Linked DNA regions of Rattus norvegicus: region 1 is linked to region 2. Evidence: chromatin contacts called from public Hi-C data. All regions are on one chromosome and are shown on one strand. Each heading gives the region's core, a stretch centred on a gene start, on an enhancer-like site or on the middle of the called end of the contact. The rest is flanking DNA. Distances are from core to core; before and after follow the strand shown. Region 1 overlaps Rpl12-ps2 (ribosomal protein L12, pseudogene 2). Region 2 holds the start of Pfn2 (profilin 2).

Region 1 (3,115 bases), core at 448-2,947, 130 kb after region 2:
GCCCATACAGAAGGAAGGACAGTCAAGCCCCTGAATGACACAACTTCTAGTCTCACTTGGAAATACACACTTGGCTTTACTGTTCAGGCTCCCTTGGTAATACTGAGGCTCACGTTCTTATGCTACTCCCTCCAATGGATTAAGCCTTCTCCTGTACACATGCTTTCCAATGCTGTTTTTACTATGTCCTTTCCCTCTTCTCCCTTCTTGCTCACACACACACACTCAGGTGCACACTCTGGAGGCAGCATATAGCAGTGTTGAAAGCATTGGCCCCGGGATACAAGCTGAGTGGTTTAGTAGCAGTGTGCCTCCATTTCTTCTTTTACCCACCTGCTAGGATGGTGATGGGAATTAAATACATTCGGAGCACTTGGCACAGGGAAACGCTAAGTGAGCATTAGTGACCATTATAATTAAGGACCATTCCTCTTTAATATGCACCTGACCCCCTTGCCATAAGGTTTATTTATTCCTGTTGTCTGTCTCTGTCTCTGTCTCTGTCTCTCTCTGGGTGTGCCTAGAATTTCCTTCTGCTTTTCTAGTTTTTGCTTTGTCTAGTCTTGTTTTGAGACAGGGTTTTCCTATTAGCCTGACCAAGGTGGCTTGGTACTTGACTCCTCCTGCCTTAGAGCTGGGAGCTAGGATCACGATCTACAAACATGCTTTCAGCTCTCCATTTCATGAAGAATCCCGCCTCATCCTTTACAACAAGTCCTAGACATCTCCCCCCCCCAAAAAAACCTTTCTTCATTTTTTGTTTTGTTTTCACTTGATGTGTCTGAATGCTTGGCCTATGTGTATGTATGTGCGCCACATGAATACCCTGCGCTTAAAGAGGTCAGCAGAGAGTATCTGGTTTCTTGGACTGGAATTAAAGATAGCTGAGAGCTGCCACATAGGTGCTGGAAACCAACACCTGGGTCCTGGCAAGAGCCCTTAAGTATTTTTAACTGCAGAGTCATATCTCCAGGCCCAGAAGACACTTTCTTAGTGGACTCACTGGCACTCCCCTGTGGGCACTCATGGTAACCTTGTTTTGTTTTGTCCAGACAGGGTCTTACTTTGTAGCCCAGGCTGGCCTCAAACTTGTAGTAACCTTATCTCCCCAAAGGCTGGAGTGACAGACACAAGCCACCATGTCTGTCTTCCCCACTGCAGCCAGAATGGTTGGGAGGTGGTGTCTGTTTACTGCCTCTCTCCATAATGACTGTAAGAGAAGGACCAAACTAAAGCTTGTGACTCTGGTGCCGCTTGCTTGCTAGCTACAGAGTATTGTTCAGTCCAGTGGTTCTTGGGTAGAGCACGAATAATGTGGAGAATGGGCTAACAGGGTAGCAGCCTTGTGTATTTCCTAGTATCACACTTACCAGGCTAGGGCTGGACAGAACTACTGATGCTAAGGATTTATTACTCAAATTCAGATTGAACTTATCATGGCTGAAGACGAAGTCTTACTTTTTTTTAGCAAGCGTGCCAGGTACATAACGTAAAGTGTTGGCCCACTTCCTTTACCAGATTTCAGCCCCACCTCCGTACTAGTTGTGAGATTTAAGGCAAATTGGTAAGTGTTCTTGGACTTGGGGTTCCCATCTGAAAATAGACATTATGTTCTTGGCTCGTGTCTCTTTCACATTTCCTGTTATAATTAGGCCTGATGATGTACATGGATGTACTTTTGAATAGCACATTACCCAAGCCTCTGCGAATGCAGGGCTAAATCATTTGGGGGAGAAATGGAGAGTGAGCAGCTGCAATGGCTGTAGGGTTAACTGGAAATGTTATTAGTTTTAAATCCAGATTCATCTGCCGAACAATCCGTACATTTACCTTTTCCAATCACACCATTTCCTTTGGTGTTAAAAGATGTTTTCCTCACATGCCCTGCTTTACAAAAGCAATGTCTGTAGATCCTAGACCCAGGGAATTCCAGCAGGGAATGTTCAGTATTTCTAGGAAAGAGGGTGACTTCATAACTACCTCAGAGGAGCAGTGGGACAGAGGTGAAAGCTAGGGACAGCAACCATCTTACTCTAACACAGGTCTATGTAATGATGCCTATCTTTACCCAGCAACTAAACCAAGAAAACCCGCATATATTCCAGTTTGCCAGCTAGAGAAGTTTACAAACCAGTTCTTCAACCTTTCTCTGCTGCTTTCTGATTTTACCGTAATGATAACATAATGAAACCACAGCCCTTCCATCAGAAGTCAGAACATGTCTGTGAATAACTAACAGACTGCATACAGGTTTCCCAGCTAATTTTCAATGCCCAGTGTGGGTTGCTTTTTGTATATAAATTGCCAGTGTGCCTTTTCCCTTCCAGTGGGAGCTTTGTGAAGGGAACATTACTGCTGTGATGAATAATAGTCTCTCCAGAGAAACTGGTGTGACGCATGCATTTCATCCCACTGACTGGAACACCACGCCTGTCACCAAATGATGGTGGGTCCCCCACTATTAAGTAAATACATACATATGTCCTTCAGCTCCTTCCAGATTTTAGGTACTAAAGAAATAAAGCATTTTTTGCTATTTGTAGAGCCAAGGATATCCTTAGGGCTTTTTTAAAAATCTTTTTTTATTTTACTGTTTTTAAATAAAAAGTTTAAATTTTATTTTTATTAGATCTCCCCCCTTGTTTCTTATTACTTATATTACTACATTCTTTAACTCCTTATATACATCATAATAAATGGCATGTTATTCCCAAAACATAAATTTGCTCTATGCAAACAATATTTTAATCAACAGATCTTTAAAAATATTACCATTTACCTCACAGACAAGCATATAATACACTTTTTCTAAATACCTTTGCTCTCGTATTATAAATGAGGAAAGTGAAGTTTGAAGCAGTTGGCTTTCCTAACACAACATAACAAATTTGAACCTGGATGTGTATTTTCTAATATTTTTCCGTGTAAAAAGCTGTAAACTATAGTCGCTATTCAATAAACCCCACATCTGCCACCCGATAGGATCATAATTTCTGCTAGTAGCTTTCAGTGACGATTATTTTTTCACCTTCATATTTTATTTTGCATGTGTATGCATGTGTATGGGTAGACGTGTTATTGCATGTGTATGCATGTGTGTGGGTAGACATATTAT
Region 2 (3,177 bases), core at 387-2,886:
GTGGAGTCTGTCTACAGCACTGCAGTAACCAATAGTAAAATCAGAGAGAAAATGGAGGGGCATTGGTAAGGAAAGTGAGTTAGCCGGCAGAATAGAAAAGAGAATACGTTCATTCTAACATTCCATGAATAAGAAGGAAGGCGTCGCCCCCATCAGAACTGCAGAGTCATAGCAGGCCCCAGCCATTTCCAAGCATACTCCCGCAATCTTCTTAAGCCAGACAGCGGGAACTCACACACAAAGGCAAGACTGCAGAAAAAAAAAGTTAAATCACCAAATGTCAATTCGCTGTAGGAATTGTGATCTCTCACATGGGGACAGGAGATCTTAAAGCACTCCTATCATGGACTGAATCCACACTGATATATTAAACCATGTTAAGTAGTAAAATGCTGAGCACCTGTGATATGGGACTTGATTTTTCCTAGGTGATGGGAAGGGAGTGGGAGTGTGGAACTAAGAAATTAAGGGAATGGTCTTGTACTTGATACTGGTGCCAAAATTTTAAAGAAGAGCATTGCATAGAAACGAGCATAACAATAAGCAGTGCTGGAGGCTGATTGACGAATATACTCCAAACGTGTGGCAACCGAGTCAAATGCCATCAAGTCACATGAAGATGAGACAACGTGAAGCAGATATCGGTATTAGTTCTTTTACTACCATCACTAAAGAGGGAGTGACTTGAGAAGTGTCACCCCCCCCCAGCGACTCCCCAGATTTTTTTTTTAAATCACCCTTAAACCATCCCCTTTTTAGAGCTATGTTGCGTAACTGGGGATAACAGTATATCGATGAATCTCTATAGGTGGAGAAGAGAAATCAATGGCAGTTCGCCATCTTGGAGGAAAAAAAAAACTATAGAGCCACAGCTGAAGTAGATTCACGATTCCACCTACGTGGTCCGCGTACCTTTCTCTCCAGCCTAGGAGGCCTGGACACCCGCAAGCCTACGCAAAGTCACTCCATTAATTCCCGGGACCCGGCCACCGCCGCCACCCACATCCCGCGCACACTGCCGAGCCAGGGCCAGCCTGCTGCCTAGGACCTCCCGCCCACACCCGGGGACCTGCACTGCAGCCCGCCGGGCTCCCCGAACGCTGAGGGGCCTCCCGGGGTGACGTCCCCTCCTCCACCCTGGCAGCCGCAAGCCGGGGCGCCGCCGGGGCGAAGAGTCCGGCCGCCCCGCCCCCGCGCGGCCTCGGGCAGCATCCCCAGGCTCAGCGGCTGGCACGGGGGCCCCCCCGGCTGCATGCCCTTCCTCAGCCGGCGGTACCCTATCCTTCAGCCCCGGCCTCATCCCCTTCCTCGCGGGCGGGCGTCCCCTTCCTCAGGCCCGCCGCACACCTGCCGGCTCGGCGCCCCCGGGCCTCACCGTGATGCTCTGGAAGACGCCCCCGGCCGTGGCTGCCCAGACGTATTTGGCGTCGCAGTAGCCGACAATGGCGGCCTCCTGGCAGCAGCCATCGCACATCAGGTTATCCACGTAGCTCTGCCAACCGGCCATCTTCGAGCCCTTCGCACTGCAGCGGGGACGGCAGGAGCAGAGGCGCAGCAGCAGCGGCGGCGGCGGCGGCGGTGGAGGCGGGGCGGGGGCGGGGAGGAGGCGGCTCTGCGCAGGCACCGACCGCCCCTCTCCGGGGAACTGCGGCGGGCGGGGACAGGACCCGCAGCGGGGAGCGCCGGGCGGCCGCGGCCGCGGGGCTCAGGGGCCAGCGGCTGAGCGACGCTTGCAGCGGGGCTGGCGACGGCCGACTCACACCGCAGCTCCCTCGGCTCTCCGCGGCCAGCGGGACGTGTACGCGCGTGCGTGCGATCCTTCCGCAGCGCAGCCGGCGAGGGTCCCGGGGAGGGCGGGAGAGCTGAGGCGGGGGCGCGGAGGGATACCGCCGGGGACAATCACGGCCCACACGTGCGGCAGGCGAGCGGGAGCAGGGCTGGGGCGCGGCGGCGGAGGCTTCACCGCAGGCTATGAGGCGAGGCAGCTTGAGTGGGCGCCGTAGGGTGCCAGAGCTCTGGGTGCACGGCGGCCGCGGTGCTCACTCCTCAAGTGCCAGCCCTGGACGCGGTATTTATTGACAGCACCGGTGTCGGGTGGCAGGGTTGCCCTGGTGACGGGATGCAGACGAGGGTTTACTCTTTGTAGTGGGAGCGGCCAGTGCGGGTTGCCCACACTTGGGGAGGTGTCTCTTGAAAGACCTTGGCCAGCTGCGCCTCGCACGCTCCTGAAATCAGAGCAGTGGCAACGGAGCAGCGCAGCTCTTTGTTGCCTCCTTTGAGTACGAGGAACTCCAGGTTCAGTGGAGCTTTTGCCCTGAACGCAGTGCTGCTAATCACACATGGGGCTCAACGGTCCAGAAATTCTAACTAAAAAAAGCAAAGCAAAGCAAAACAAAAAAACCAGACCCTATGCGTACTTGGTAACTGGAAAAGTTACTGTGCGTTAAATACATCCACGAAATACAAAGAATAGTCGAGCTAGAAAAGATTCATTGAACTAGACCAGTGGTTCTCAAACTTCCTAATGCTGAGCGTGACCCCTTAACACAGTTACCTATGTTGTGCTAACCCCCCAACCATAAATTATTTTGTTGCTATTTCATAACTGTAAATTTGCTAGTTATGAATCATAATGTAAATATCTGATATGTGCCCCCAAAGGGTTTGAGGCCCACAGGTTGAGACCCACTGTACTAAATGGTGAAAATAATTCAGAATCTACATCCGAGGAAGACTTGTATATGACAGGGTGGGAAATGGTTTAAGAGTCTCCGAACATTCTCCTACATCTTTATTAACTTTATGTGCTGGGTCTAGACTCAGCATCAGATGTTCCCCAACGATGACCAGTTTGAGGTGACAAACCCGACCTGCTTATTAAGGGAAAGAAAGCTCCAGTAGATTGCAAACTATCATCAAGTTTAAAGTTGTGGAGCACACTGACAATTTTATAATAGCATCACTGAACTTTTATTTATTATTTATTTATTGGGCTTTAAAAAAAATAATGTCTTAGAGTTCTGATCGCTATGAAGAGACACTGTGACCACAGCAACTCTTATAAAAGAAAGCATTTAATTGGGGCCTGGCTTACAGTTCCAGAGGTTTAGTCCATTCTCATCATGCCTGGAAGTATGCAGTCTGGCATGATATGGAGAAATAGCTGAGAGTTCTATG

What was found. A called contact is a pair of places that touch in the nucleus more often than the background predicts.
Region 1: a Hi-C map of psoas muscle shows a contact between it and region 2, with 2.1 times the contacts expected there. The contact joins the enhancer-like site here to the promoter of Pfn2 in region 2. A contact is called at or near these places in 2 of 12 Hi-C or Micro-C datasets (mammary epithelial cells and psoas muscle).

Annotation. Positions count from the first base shown.
Region 1 is chr2:144,348,229-144,351,343 of GRCr8, forward strand. All of the region lies in intron 1 of Rpl12-ps2 (ribosomal protein L12, pseudogene 2), which reads right to left. Among named protein-coding and RNA genes, the nearest start is that of Kmt5al1, 90 kb to the right of the region's middle. Within about 2 kb of position 1,698, at least 3 of the 93 cell types and tissues checked have an H3K27ac peak or open chromatin away from gene starts, as enhancers often do.
Region 2 is chr2:144,221,300-144,224,476 of GRCr8, forward strand. It overlaps Pfn2 (profilin 2), which reads right to left and starts at 1,637. Exons shown (of 3, transcript NM_030873.2): 1 at 1,376-1,637. The coding sequence starts at 1,507. All of the region lies in intron 1 of Rpl12-ps2 (ribosomal protein L12, pseudogene 2), which reads right to left.